Regions from separate parts of the Sus scrofa genome. Here all the other regions are linked to region 2. A link is a contact called in public HiChIP or PLAC-seq data. All regions are on one chromosome and are shown on one strand. The core of a region is the stretch at or near the end of the contact, and the rest is flanking DNA. Distances in the headings are between cores, read along the strand shown.

Region 1 (2,700 bases), core at 16-2,515, 200 kb before region 2:
ACAATTTATTAGCTGGTTGTTGCTGTTGAATTTTTTTTTTTTTTTTTTTTTTTTACTTTTGGTTAGTAATTTGATCCTTGGGCAACAAGAGATAACTAGTGTTTACTGTTGGACTTGATAAAATCCTCCCCCCTCCTTTTATGGCCACATCTGTGGCATATGGAAGGTCCCAGGCTGGGGGTCAGATCAGAGCTGCAGTTGAGGCCTGAGCTGCAGGTGACGCCCATGCCACAGCCACACTGGATCCTAGCTGCATCTGTAACCTATGCTGCAGCTCGAGGAAACACCGGATCTTAACCCACTGAGTGAGGCTAGGGATCAAACCCACACCCTCACGGAGAAGATGTCAGGTCTTTAACTTCTTGAGCCATAATAGGAACTCCTGGACTTGATAAAATTCTTGTCAGAGGCAGGCTGTTTTATCATTTAGATTGTGCGGAAAGATAGTGGGCAGAAGCAATTTCTTTTACCTTTTTTTGAAATAGCAGAGAATTAAAGGGCCCACTATATGATGTGATTAGAACCTTAATAGGGGACTGTAGTTATAGTGCAGTAGCACATAAACCTTGAATGTATCTCTCATATTACTCACGAAGTCTTAATTCTTACTTTGGAGTTGAATTTCATATGTGATATGGGGTATTAGCTATACTTATAAGGGTCCAGATTATGCTGATATTTTTCAGTATTATGAAAAAATATATAAATTCAGAATAGTTGAGGCCCACAAGGAATAACGGTGGCAAAATTAACCTGAGGCTTAATAGCAGATTTAGTAGAAAAGGGTTTCTGTTCTGCTCTGTGATTTTTATGAAATTGAGCTCTAGTCCTTTACTGCCCTTGCTGTTGAGGAACCAAGAATCTGAGCTGTTTCTCATGAGACTTCTTTGGCAAGTGAGGAAGCCTGGTTCAAATAGTAAAGATTATGAAAACAATACCTTCCATTTTCCCCCAAACTTCCTCCTTGGAATGAGAAGCCAGGAAGCCTAGAAAAGTTTTCCGTTAGTTTTCATGGCATCTTTCCCTTGGAAGGTACATGGTTTGCAGGGCTTTGCCAGTACAAAACTGTTTTAATCAGTGTACCCAGGCATTCCTAGAAGGTCAGCAAAAGACCTTGCAAAAGGGCCATGGAGAAGATTAGTCACCATTGTTGTCATTGGGGCACACTAGGTGCCAGATGCCATCTGGAAGCCTTGTCACAGCAACCTCCTGCGTTGGGGATCACCCTAGCTTGTTTGGAGGGAACAGGAAGCCTCTGGGAGGTTCAGCCCAGGTTGCGTAATAGTGGCTGAGTCAGCGTTGCCTCCAGATCCATTGGCCTCTAAAGTGTACACTTTTAAGTACCATGTTTTGTTGCCTTCGAGCTAGGAAAAAACTTCCCCTCTCCAAAAATCTGTTTTCTTTCTCCTCTGTCACGTTGCCCCCATTCCCTGGCGTCCTTACCGTTCATCCCCCTACCCCACCAAACAAGCTTGCAGTCTACACCATTTATTACATCTGTGGGCGTCCCAGGCAGCACGTATAGCCCCCACGTCTTTGGAACAAAGAAATACCACCTCAGTACATTGTAGATTATTTCCCCTTTTATGTAGGGGAAAAGTATCGCAGGAACATAAACCTATTTGTGTGTGGGTTTTTTTTTTTTTTTTTTTTTTTTTTTGGTCTTTTTGCCTTTTCTTGAGCTGCTCCCCTCGGCATATGGAGGTTCCCAGGCTAGGAGTCTAATCAGAGCCATAGCCCCCAGCCTACACCAGAGCCACAGCAACGCAGGATCCGAGCCGCATCTGCAACCTACACCACAGCTCACAGCAACGCCAGATCCTTAACCCACTGAGCAAGGTCAGGGATCGAACCCACAACCTCATGGTTCCTGGTCGGATTCATTAACCTCTGAGCCACGACGGGAACTCCAGTACGTGGGGTTTTTTAAACCAACCTTTACTCTTAGTAAAGGTTTGGGAAAATGAGGCTAGGAATTATGAATGGGATAGAAGTAGGCTAGGAATTATGAATGGGATAGATGAATGGGAGCTCAGCTGGTGTGGGCTTGGAGTAAAGGAAGGGGATTTAGCCGGCTGGAAACCTTGAAGGAGACAGCAGGAGATCCTCAGGGTTCCTTTTGGCTCAAAAATAATGTTATTCTCCTCTTTCCTGCGTTTGTTCCTTCCTTTATTCTTTCATTCCTTTCTTCATTCAAGCGTTCAAGCACTCACCAAGCATCCTTGAGTCAGAGACCTTGAATAGCTCTTTTTGGTGCTATGTAAGAACAAAAGGGTTGAAAAATTTTATCTGTCTCCTTTAATGGGAGGGAAAGGATTTTGGAAGAAATAGAAATATGTATCTCTACCTGTTTAAAAATATTGCTCTTGTAGCCCTGAATGCTTTTTGCTCATAAAAATGGGATGTTTGATATATTACAGAAATATGATCTGGGCAAGAGCGTTTAAAAAATCATGAGGTTCACACCCCATCTGCTTTTTTTTTTTTCCTTTCCTACTGAACTAGACAAATGTTCCTAAACCCTTTCCCATACCTGAAGGGTGGCATATGAATAAAATCGGGAGGCAGAACACATAATCATTTCCTGAAAATAAACATTTAAGTATAAAATGTGATGCAATAAGAGATACAATGCTTTGTAAATTAGTATTTCTGGAAAGTCTTAAAATCCAGGTTTTGTTTGTTCGTTTGTTTTAAGGC
Region 2 (2,700 bases), core at 90-2,589:
CCACAGCAACGCGGGATCCGAGCCGCGTCTGCAACCTACACCACAGCTCATGGCAACGCCGGATTGTTAACCCACTGAGCAAGGGCAGGGACTGAACCCGCAACCTCATGGTTCCCAGTCGGATTCGTTAACCACTTCGCCACGACGGGAACTCCCAACTGATTTTTTTTTTAAGGGCTGTACCCAAGGCATGAGGAAGTACCCAGGCTAAGTGTTGAATCAGAGCTGTAGCTGCCCGCCTACACCACAGCCACAGCAGTGCGGTGTCTGATACATGTCTGCAACCTAAACCACAGCTCACAGCAATGCCAGATCCTTAACCCACTGAATGACGCCAGGGATTGAACCCAAGTCCTCATATACTAGTCGGGTTCATTTCCGCTGAGCCACGAAGGGAACTCCCTCTTAACTGATTTTTAAGAACTCTTCATATTTGCAGTCTGTGACAGGTTAAAAAAAGTTTTGTCTTTTAATTTCACTTATGGGGTTATTTTGGTTGGTCTTTTTATGGTTATCTGATTTCCCATGTGGGTCGATGTTAGATATTTCATAAATGCCTGTGAACTTGCATTGAGTTGAGAGAACACTTTACATATGACTCATTTTGAACTTAATTTAGTACAATATAACAGTGATACATGTTCAAAGCTTTATAAGAGTAAAGAACTTATTTCATCTAATGCATACTAGCCTTAACTGTCCTTGTTCAGATCTTTTAATTTTATCATGCCTTTTAAAAAAGTTAACTAATTTTACAACTTCTGTAATTTTACATAATATTTTTATGGTTCAGCTATCGTCATTGATTTAGCTGCAAGATTCTAATTTTGTTGCATTAAGTTATAGTTTTGGAAGCCAGAAAATAAAGCTTTTTACATTTTTTATATCAAGCCATTATAAATATTTTAGTGATTGTCTAAGGTTAGTGCTTCTGATAAACTGTGTGCTCTTTAATTGTAGACTTTTATACTTCTTTGAGGTCCTACACTCTAGACATGGTCTTGTTTAAGTGACTTTAGGATAGTTCAGATATGCCGTATGTTTGCCTGGAGAACTGTGGAAATGGCTGTGTTGCTCATTATGGAGTCACTAGATACACATTAGAGTCATGGGTATAAGGGAAGGAGCATCAATTTATGGATTAGGGGGAAGAAAAAAAAAGGTGTTCTAGTCCCTGTAATTCCATACCTAGTTGTATTGCTTAGGCACATGATCTCTATTAGAGATCTCTGTCTCCAAAATCCTTCATAATTTGGGGTTAAGGTGCTGTGATGAGTCTATAATTTCATAGACTTTCTGCTGCCCCCTGGTGGTATCCTACCTTAGTCCAAGGCTAGATCTGCAGTCCCTTTGTCAACAACCTGAGCCTGTGCTTCAGTGCTGACCTGTGTGATGGGTGAGCGTCATCCTTCTGTGCAGTGGAGCTTTGGTGCTACTGACCATTGGCCAGTTGATAAAGGAGCTCGGTGAAGGTGGGCCCTGGAGGTTTGGGAAATTATCAGATAGATAGAACCAAGAAGTCATGGTCAGTGGTAACGGGAGAAAAGCTGATGAGTTGATGGATATTTATTTTTAAGAGTTGGTATAATTGTTGTCAGAAAAAAATGCTTAATGCATCTTTTTTGAGTATGGAGGTGAAGGTAAAGACACCTTAATTAACACTTGCTTTCCCTGAAATCCAGGAGCCCAGGGAAAGGAGACTGTCAGGGGACAAATTTATGGGGGAAAACTAGAACATGGCGAAGACCACAGGGTGTACCTTAAGGTGTCATCAATTTAGAATTTACCCCTTTAGAGGGTCTCTAGTCTGAAAATAGTTTAAACTTATCCAGCTATTATTAAAGTAGTATTAGGCATTTATTTTGGGACTGTAGACTTGAACTTGATTTCCTCTCTCCAGGCCTATCAGTTGCTGCTAATTTTGAAACATGGTGATAGTCCCCAGGGTCATCTTCCTTAAATTAGCTCTCCTCTTACCTCAGTGAGTTAAGTATATTTTTCTAAGTGTAGATTTAGGAGAGATTTGGTAGATTTTTTTTTTTTTTTTCTTCTCATTGAAATGAAAAAGCTTTGGTTTCCCAGCTACTGGAGATTTCTAATCCTCAGTGACAATAAAACTTCACTCGAGTTAAGGTTTTTTATCTTATATTAAGAAGTTGTGTTCTTTTTTTTTTTTTTGCCTTTTTGCCTTTTCTAGGGCCCCTCCCATGGCATATGGAGGTTCCCAGGCTAGGGATCTAATTGGAGCTGTAGCCGCCGGCCTAGGCCACAGCCACAGCAACTCGGGATCTGAGCCGAGTCTGTGACTAACACCACAGCTCATAGCAAGGCCAGGGATCAAACCCACAGCCTCATGGTTCCTAGTCAGATTCATTAACCACTGAGCCACGACAGGAACTCCAAGAAATTGTGTTCTTTTCTTTTAGCCTACTTTTAATGTTACCATCACTAGGCAATTCCCAATTTAAATATACTTTAAATTAGTTTTATCTTATTATTATGCATGGTGATCAGGGCCCCAGGCTTCCAAAGTCTTTAGGTTATTAAAAGTAGTAATGCTTCTGAGTAAAATCATCAGCACACATCTAACTAAAAATTTCCAACAATTTCTAGGTAGTGGCAGCATTACTTCTGGGAGAGAAGTAATTTAGAAAATGAAATATTAAACCTTCTAGGACATTTTGATGGTGTATAAGAGAA
Region 3 (2,700 bases), core at 150-2,649, 130 kb before region 2:
TGGGTTATTATGAGCCAGTCACTGTGCCAGAGGATGACTTCCTTTTCCTCATTATATTCCGCTGTGATACCAAGAGAGCTGTTGTTAACCCTGATCTATGGATGAGGGAAGTGGCCCCAGGTTGCAGCTCCACGATTCACATCACCCTTCCCCCTCAAGGACCGTGGGGACCCCTCAAAGTTATTGACCCCTACACCCCAGTCCTCCAGTGTGGTCTGCACACCAAACTGGTGACACCTTTGATATGCTTAGATCATTTAACTCTTTGAATATTCGAGATGCTCTTCTGTGCATCCTCATTTTTCCTTAAATAGAGATCTCACATCATGAGTGATTGTAGTTTAACGTAGAGTATTGCTGCTGCACAGCACCCCCTGTGAACTCACACTCGGCCTAAAGCCTAGGTGTCCTTGGATCTGGCTGAGCGGCTGGGGCTGATGGGAGGGAGAGTCTGCCCTCAGCCACACTCAGAACATCTTCCTCCCGGAGATCTGCTGTGGGAGATTAAGTGGCCTCATCCTGTCTCAGGCTGAGCTGGGGTGCACTGTAACCAGGGGAGCCACTGGAATGGAGGCCTTGCTGGAATAGACCTTCTTCTGGGAGTTGCCACTCTGGGGCATTAGCATGTTGGGGTTTGAAGCTCCTAAGAATGGCACGAGGCCATGTAGGGCTGCTTCTCCAAAGAGCTTCCAAATGCCAAGCGCATGTCATAGCTGCCTTGGTCTGGCCTGGGATGCCCAGCCGTAGCTGGTAAGTGGTGTGGTACCAGGCTGTTGGCTGTTAGCTGGCTCATTTGGGCAGAGGCAAGGATTGGATTCCACACTGACCTGGTTGCAGGTGATGGTTTTGCCACTGGGATTGTAAAATTCAGGGCGCTGTTCAGGGTACGGGGTGACTCCCATAGCTCAGGCCTTGGTCCACACGCTCTTGTATGGAAAGAAGTGTGATTGATTGTGTGTGCAAAATGGTGTTTATTGCTTCTCCAGAGTGAGCGTTGTTTGATAAAGGGGTGTCAGAACCGCCTGCTTTTCAGCCTGTTTAGCTTGCCTCCAGCTGGCCCGGGCCCAGGGCCTCTGTGTTCCTGGGCTTCTGTCACTTAGAAGAGCTGCATGGTAGTGCAGAGACAAGGGCCTGCTTGTGTGAATTCATACCAGTGGCAGCTGCAAGAAAGGAGACTGATAAAGTCCTGTTTTGCTTTTGCTCAACTCTAAAGGATATTTTTTGGATTTGTATAACATGACAGTGTTCCTTAGGAAAGCTTAACTTGGAGCATTTATTCTAAGGGTCCTAGGGATTTTTTTTGAGGGCAGGTGCTGTCTGTCAGAAGGATAATCCAACAGGGATGGGGCTGTTGGCTGGACCTATTGCCATTGGGCTGGGTGATCTTGTGCCAGTCACTCCCCATCTCCCGGCCTGTAAGCCCGGGGAGCTGTGACTAGGGTGGCTGAGTAGTTTGCAGCACTCAGTACACACTTTGGGTACTGGTACACTTGGTACTAGAGCCCTGGGTCCCAAATGATGCACTTTGCTGAGGATTTGGAGCCCCACGGAGCTACTTCTGATTCCCAGGTCTTGGCATTTTATTAGCTCTGTGAGCCTCCTTTTCAGAGGGGGCTCAAGTCACTTGGATCATGATGCGGCCACCAAGATTCAGTTCAGTTGAATGAAGCAGTGTATGAGGATGGCACTTTGCTAAGTGTCTGGCTTGTGGTAGGGTACAGCCAGGGGTGGCTGCCGTCAACTGTAAACTGCGTGGGATGTGAGGGTCTTGTGACACTGTCCTTTTTGCCGCAGTGGGAGTGGCTCCCATTAGCTTTAATTAACAAGGAAAACATTTTGGTAACTGTGGACCTGTGAGTTCTTCTTCCACGGTTCTCTGTTCTTTCCGGTGACTGATCCGTGAGGTCTCAGGAGGGCACCAGATCTGCTTACTGGGCTTCCCATTAGGAAGATGATTCTATAACATGAAACAAAGCTGAAAACAAACAGTCTAAACAACTCAACTTGGGACATCTCGGTTTGGGACTTCATTATTTTGGGATGGTTTTTTCATAGTTCCTACCTTTGGTTATTAGAAGAGAAATTTGTATAGACATACAGTTGTCAATGAAAAAATGTTGCCTTCATTATCAGTAAACAAAGGATGCCACAGCCATCAAGCCACCACAGATGCTCCAGTTGGTGATGGAGAAGCTCTCATCCACTGCAGTCACCACAAACTGCACCCTGAGGGATTCAGGATGGAGAAAAGCAGGACACTGGCTCCAGATAGTTGAAGTGCATATCAAAGTGATGATTTCAGGGAGTCTAGACCCTTATATCTTTTCATATGTAGAAAAGCACTGAATTCCTTAAGATATGTGATTTTCTGTAATGAAGAGTAATCTTTTGAAGTTCTGACTACCTGGTCTTTGTTGCAAAAACTCTTGTATATCCTGGCTCCTCCCTTATCTCTTCTGAGCAGTCTTTCAGAGCTGTCTGAGGGGCTGTGTCCCAGGCTTAAGTCCTCAGTTTTATCTGCCAAATAAAACATAATTCTTAACTTTTGGGTTGTCCTTTTTTTTTTTTTTCCTGTAGCTACAGCTCTGATTCAACCCCTAGCCTGGGAACCTCTGTATGCCATGTGGGTGCCCCCCACCCCAAAAAGACATAAATAATTAATTAAGACAAAACAAAACAAATATCTATTGAACTCTATGA
Region 4 (2,700 bases), core at 86-2,585, 170 kb before region 2:
TCTAGGAGTAGTTTCTAAGGAAATGACTAAAGTTTTGTTCCGAGATTTAGCTCTGAGTGTGCTTCGTGAGCATTATTTGAAATTGAATGTTGGGAGCCCCACAGATGGCCCCCCAAAGGGCCTTGAATGAACACGTTGTAATTCATCTATGTAATGGAATATTCTGTAACCATGACAGTGCTGCTGAAGAAAAATATTCACATGGGACAAAAATGTTTGAAAAATAGGTTGTAATAGAATATGTAAGGTTAATGTTTCATTAAGGAAATATGGAAACATAGAGGGGAGAAAACCTGGAAGGGCATTAATCAAAATGTTCCCTTGGAGTATCTTTAAGTGGTTGAATTCCAAGTATCCGGAGTTCATTCTTAGGGCTTGAGTACTTAGAATGTTTAATTTGAACATGTGTAATTATTTTTGTCATTAAAATAGTTAAATACAGTAAATAAAAATATGATCAGATGTTTTAAATGGTGCCTCATCAACTTGTTATCCAAATATTTCAGTATTTAATCACTTTAAATTCAAACATTCCTGGCAGTTCTAAGGAACTGTTAGCCCATCACACCTTATTCTGAATTAGCTGATCAGGCGCACAAAGGAAATGAGAATTCTGATTACAAGGAATAAATGTGAGTGGGAGTCAATTTAAAAAGTGGAAAGAAAGAAGGGGTATCAGTACAATTCAGAGGAATGTAGATAAACTAGTTCAATATGTTGATATTGGAGTTCCCATCGTGGCACAGCGGAAACTAATCCGACTAGAACCATGAGGTTGCGGGTTTGATCCCTGGCCTCGCTTAGCGGGTTAAGGATCCAGCATTGCCGTGAGTCGTGGTGTAGGTCGCAGACACGACTCAGATATGGCGTTGCTGTCACTGTGTGTAGGCCAGCAGCTGTAGCTTCTATCAGACCACTAGCCTGGGAACCTTCATATGTTGTGGGTGCGGCCCCAAAAAGACAAAAGACAAAAGACAAAAAAAAAAAAAAAAAAAAAAAAAAAAAGGGTAATACTAACATTATTTGCCTAGTTTGAAACTCTTCCTGGGAAGTTCCCTGCTGAAACATCATACAATCATGTCTCTTACCATGGCTGAGAAACACCCACCAAGCCTAGGCTTGGCTCTCTTGCCCCCAGAGTAGCTGAATCAGAGGTGTGAGAGCACCTCAGGTGTTAGAACTGACTTTCAGAAGAGTTACATGTCCAGCTGAGGGCCTGGTCCACAATAGACTTCTAATTCTTAAAGGTGAGGCCACAGAGCTATGTGAGTGAATCAGCCCATTAAGCATTTAAGGAAATGCTTTGCAGCAGCATTTCTTGGTATATACCCTGTGGGGAATTCCCCGGTGGCCTAGTGGGTTAAGGATTTGAGATTGTTACTATTGTGGCTTCGGTCCCTACTGTGGCACATATTCGATCCTTGGCCTGGGAACTTTCACATGCCATGGGTGTGGACAAAAAAAAAAAAGAAAATAAAAAGAAAGAAAAAAGAGAATATACACTGTGGGACACTGTGCTTATGAGAAGGCCCAATAGGGGATTGGGACCAGTAGTTTTGTAAAAGACAGGTCAGCGTGTTCACCAGCCCCTCTGCCCTGAGTTGTATCTCACATTTGGTATGTTGAGGCTCCAGAAGTTTTGCGTTAAAGGCATCTTTTGGATTTGGGTTAACCCTGAGTTTACTAAATTTACTTAGCTATAGATTTTTCTTTCATGTAAGGATTAAAAAACCTATTTAGGTGAAGATAGATAGTCTTACATGTGAATATAAGGTGGCCTTTTGCTTTGAGGGCCCTCGTTCTGGTTGGTATTTAGAGCTGAGAGCTTTGAGTGTACTCTGTGGACAAGGCACCCAGGAAAATATAGATTTTCCGCACCCGCTTGGGACACACTCACTATTCTAGGAACACTGTAAAGCGAGGCCTGAGTTCACATGAGAAGAAGGGTCTGTCTAGGCTGGTGATCTGCAACTCATGAGGTCTGGTATAGTCTAGGATCCTGTTTTTGCTGAAATCTCAAATGACAGGTTAGCAAGAAATAGATAATAGTGTTAGTGCCTCTTGCCCTCTCCTGACTTCCCTTCAGTGAGTATATATTACCATATGGAGTGCTCCTTCCTCCTAAGATTTATTAATAAAATAATGGGCATACAGTATTTCCAGCCCATTTCCTTTTGGAAAGAACAAGGTAGACAAGCCGGTAATACACTCTGCAGTTGAAAGGTCCCTGGTGCCACATCTGGCAGCTCTCCGCTCTCCCTGATGGAAGGAGGCATTCTGGGGGCACAGGGGCTTGTGAGCCAGGGATTCATTCCTGCTGATCCCCCTTGACTTGGAGATCCTGAGTCATCATCAGTGGGCCTGGGCCTGCTGGAAAGTCAGAGAAGCTGGAGTCAGGCTGGGAGCTAATGCTTGCAGAGCCACTGCCACCTTCTCTGGCTGCCGTCATTCTGTGAGGACTTCGGTTCTTCCCAAGTCTGGGGAGGTTAAGTCTGGGTTAAGACTTTTCATTTTTTAAATTCCATCGTGGGGTCCCAGACTTGGGAGACCAGGATCACAGAAAGATAGTATGGAAAAAAGATATTTTCAGTAAAAATTGTTTAGGCTTCTCATAAAAAGGGATTCAGTAGACCCTTTAGGAGGAGAACACTCTTATTTATAAGAGAGTGGCCAGAAGTGATATACATGGAAAATCCATAG
Region 5 (2,700 bases), core at 119-2,618, 230 kb before region 2:
TAGGGGTCAAATTGGAGCTACAGCTGCTGGCTTACATCACAGCCACAGCAACGCCAGATCTAAGCCACGTCTGTGACCTATGCCACAGCTCACAGCAATGCCAGATCCTTAACCCACTGAGTGAGGTCAGGGATCAAGCCTGTGTCCACATGGATGCTAGTCAGATTCATTTCTGTTGAGTCATGACAGGAACACCTCTCCTGGTCTTTTGCGGATAGGTATGTTGTATAGAGTCATAGAGTTATGGAGTAGATTTTAAAAAGTCTTTCATTTAAATAGGTGACCTCTGGAATAAAATAACATCCTTTTTTTTTTTTTTTTTTTGTCTCTTCTAGGGCTGCACCTGTGGCATATAGAGATTCCTAGGCTAGGGGTCTAATTGGAGCTGTAGAGCTGTAGCCGCTGGCCTACGCCAGAGCCACAACAACGCAGGATCCGAGCTGTGTCTGCGACCTACACCACAGCTCACAGCAATGCTGGATCCTTTTTTTTTTTTTTTTTTGTCTTTTGTCCTTTTAGGACTGCATCTGCAGCATATGGAGGTTCCCAGGTTAGGGTCTAATCAGAGCTGCAGCTGCTGGCCTACACAAGAGCCACAGCAACACCAGATCCAAGCCGCATCTGCAACCTATACCACAGCTCACGGCAACGCTGGATCCTTAACCCACTGAGCAAGGCTGGGTATTCAACCCGAACCTCATGGTTCCTGGTCGGATTTGTTAACCACTGAGCCACGATGGAAACTCCCAAAATAACACCCTTGTTTGATAGTCAGATAATCTATATATTTCGTTAGTCACTTTTGGCCATCAGTCAAATGTTTTATTTCAAAGAGTAACTGTAATTCTGTCTGAATAAAATTTTTGATTCACAATGCAAGATAGCATTAGAGATGTGTCTCTGGGAAAAAAGATAATTGGAGTCTTTTTGTACCATTAAAATTTTGATCAGGAGTTCTCTTCATGGCTCAGCAGTTAGTGAACCCGACTAGCGTCCATATGCCTCGGGTGCGGCCCTATAAAGACAAAAAGACCAATAAATAAATAAATAAATAAAATAAAATTTTGAGCGTAGCGAACTAACCTGGCCCCAGGTCAGGTAGCTAGGCGAACAGTTGCCAGTTTACAGTTGATGTCTCTTTTCCATTTTGCACTTGGCTGAATGGGAGTGCTGGTTCTGAGGGGCAGAGCCTGCTGTTCCCTGGCCCTCTGGTAAGTCGCAGTGGGGTTCCACAGGGGCGGGAGAGGAACGTGGTGGTGGGGACGTGGCAGAGAGGTGGGGCTCCTGCCTGTGTGCCCTGCATGGACTGGGATACCAAGAGATCTGTCTTCACTGTTGCCGGGTGTGTTAGGCAGAGCAGGAGGTTATGATCAAAAGAGGAACATGAGCAGATGTCTCAAGGCTATTTATACTCAGCATGTCTGTATCTGCCATCCTCTGCTGAGCCCCTTTTAATCTTCCTTGACCACTCCACTGAGATGGCTGTTCTGACCTTACTTCTGACCCTCTGGGATCCAGTGTTCCTTCATCTTCCTCCTTGACTCTTTGGGAGCCCCCTTCTTTCATTTTCTTTTCCTTCTTTGGGTCTTTGGGACTCTCTACACATCCCATTCTCTTATCTCCCTAACAGTTCCTTCTCTGATGCCTCCCCTGGTGCCTCTGCCTGCTCCGTCCATCCCTCAGTCTACCTGCCTGGTAGCCTGACCTGTGCAGCCTCATGTCCGGTGGGTGGTTCCCTCTCTTGGAGGCTGGATGGCGGGGGATGGGGTCCACCTGGTAAAGGGCCCTGATTCCTTACTATTTGGGAGGCCTGGTCAGTGTAGCTTAGGCCCTGTAACTCAGTGTAACTCAGACCATGTGGGAGGAAGTAGTGGAGAAAGTGCAGAGCCTTTTTTGCACCCAAGCCTCTATTTTAGGCATAAACTCTAGGAGTCAGAACTATTGATATGTAGATTAAATCTGATCTTTCTCATTTTCTGATCTGTATTTCATTTCCAGATTTGTTAATGTGACTCCTACTGGAGTAGATAGTGGCCCTATATTTTAAGTTTTGTGCTATTTCCAATTTTTGAAAATTCAGTAAATAATAAAATCTCAACCTGCTCACGTAGACTTTAGCTTGTTCTTTTCCTCTGTCTGCATGCAGAGGACGAGGCTTGTACACTCTCCACAGTAACAAATGTTTATAAAGATAGGTAGTATTAGAAATTGACTTTACGAATTCATTTTTTTTTTTTGGATCTCCTGTTGTGGCTCCACAGTAGTCAACCTGACTAGTATCCATGAGGACGCGGGTTTGATCCCTGGCCCTGCTCAGTGGGATAACGATCTGGTGTTGTGACAAGTTGTGGTGTAGGTTGCAGATGCGACTCGGATCCCACGTTGCTGTGGTTGTGGTGTAGGCCAGCAGCTGCATCTCTGATTCCACCCCTAGCCTGGGAACTTCCATATGCCACGGATGCAGCCCTAAAAAGAAAAAGAATTTATTTTTTTTTCCTTTTATAGATGTGTTGCCAGTTTCATTTTTTGATCCCTTCAGATATTATAGCTGTTTCATTTAAAGCAGTTACGCAATATTTCTTTTATGACCATAGAGGATTATACAGTTTAGCTCTCTTTTTTTCTTTTTGGCTGCATTTGCAGCATGTGGATATTCCCAGGCCAGGGATCAAATCCAAGCAGCTGCAGCCTACGCCACAG

The links. HiChIP or PLAC-seq counts read pairs in DNA pulled down with a chosen protein or histone mark.
Region 1: a contact with region 2 is called in an H3K27ac HiChIP or PLAC-seq map of alveolar macrophages. The contact joins two enhancer-like sites. A contact is called at or near these places in 2 of 47 Hi-C or Micro-C datasets (heart right ventricle and skeletal muscle) and 2 of 2 datasets of contacts at active chromatin or transcription factors (alveolar macrophages and skeletal muscle).
Region 3: a contact with region 2 is called in an H3K27ac HiChIP or PLAC-seq map of skeletal muscle. The contact joins two enhancer-like sites. A contact is called at or near these places in 2 of 2 datasets of contacts at active chromatin or transcription factors (alveolar macrophages and skeletal muscle).
Region 4: an H3K27ac HiChIP or PLAC-seq map of alveolar macrophages shows a contact between it and region 2. The contact joins two enhancer-like sites. A contact is called at or near these places in 1 of 47 Hi-C or Micro-C datasets (alveolar macrophages) and 1 of 2 datasets of contacts at active chromatin or transcription factors (alveolar macrophages).
Region 5: a contact with region 2 is called in an H3K27ac HiChIP or PLAC-seq map of skeletal muscle. The contact joins two enhancer-like sites. A contact is called at or near these places in 1 of 47 Hi-C or Micro-C datasets (skeletal muscle) and 2 of 2 datasets of contacts at active chromatin or transcription factors (alveolar macrophages and skeletal muscle).

Annotation. Positions count from the first base shown.
Region 1 is chr14:99,399,621-99,402,320 of Sscrofa11.1, reverse strand. It overlaps a transcript of SGMS1 not described here. Among named protein-coding and RNA genes, the nearest start is that of MINPP1, 170 kb to the left of the region's middle. Within about 2 kb of position 1,265, at least 31 of the 83 cell types and tissues checked have an H3K27ac peak or open chromatin away from gene starts, as enhancers often do. A contact at or near this core is called in alveolar macrophages and skeletal muscle, where this site is marked.
Region 2 is chr14:99,199,115-99,201,814 of Sscrofa11.1, reverse strand. The region is part of intron 1 of SGMS1 (sphingomyelin synthase 1); the gene reads left to right. Among named protein-coding and RNA genes, the nearest start is that of SGMS1, 16 kb to the left of the region's middle. Within about 2 kb of position 1,339, at least 4 of the 83 cell types and tissues checked have an H3K27ac peak or open chromatin away from gene starts, as enhancers often do. A contact at or near this core is called in alveolar macrophages and skeletal muscle, where this site is marked.
Region 3 is chr14:99,327,455-99,330,154 of Sscrofa11.1, reverse strand. It overlaps a transcript of SGMS1 not described here. Among named protein-coding and RNA genes, the nearest start is that of SGMS1, 110 kb to the right of the region's middle. Within about 2 kb of position 1,399, at least 12 of the 83 cell types and tissues checked have an H3K27ac peak or open chromatin away from gene starts, as enhancers often do. A contact at or near this core is called in skeletal muscle, where this site is marked.
Region 4 is chr14:99,364,201-99,366,900 of Sscrofa11.1, reverse strand. It overlaps a transcript of SGMS1 not described here. Among named protein-coding and RNA genes, the nearest start is that of SGMS1, 150 kb to the right of the region's middle. Within about 2 kb of position 1,335, at least 5 of the 83 cell types and tissues checked have an H3K27ac peak or open chromatin away from gene starts, as enhancers often do. A contact at or near this core is called in alveolar macrophages, where this site is marked.
Region 5 is chr14:99,433,224-99,435,923 of Sscrofa11.1, reverse strand. It overlaps a transcript of SGMS1 not described here. Among named protein-coding and RNA genes, the nearest start is that of MINPP1, 140 kb to the left of the region's middle. Within about 2 kb of position 1,368, at least 7 of the 83 cell types and tissues checked have an H3K27ac peak or open chromatin away from gene starts, as enhancers often do. A contact at or near this core is called in alveolar macrophages and skeletal muscle, where this site is marked.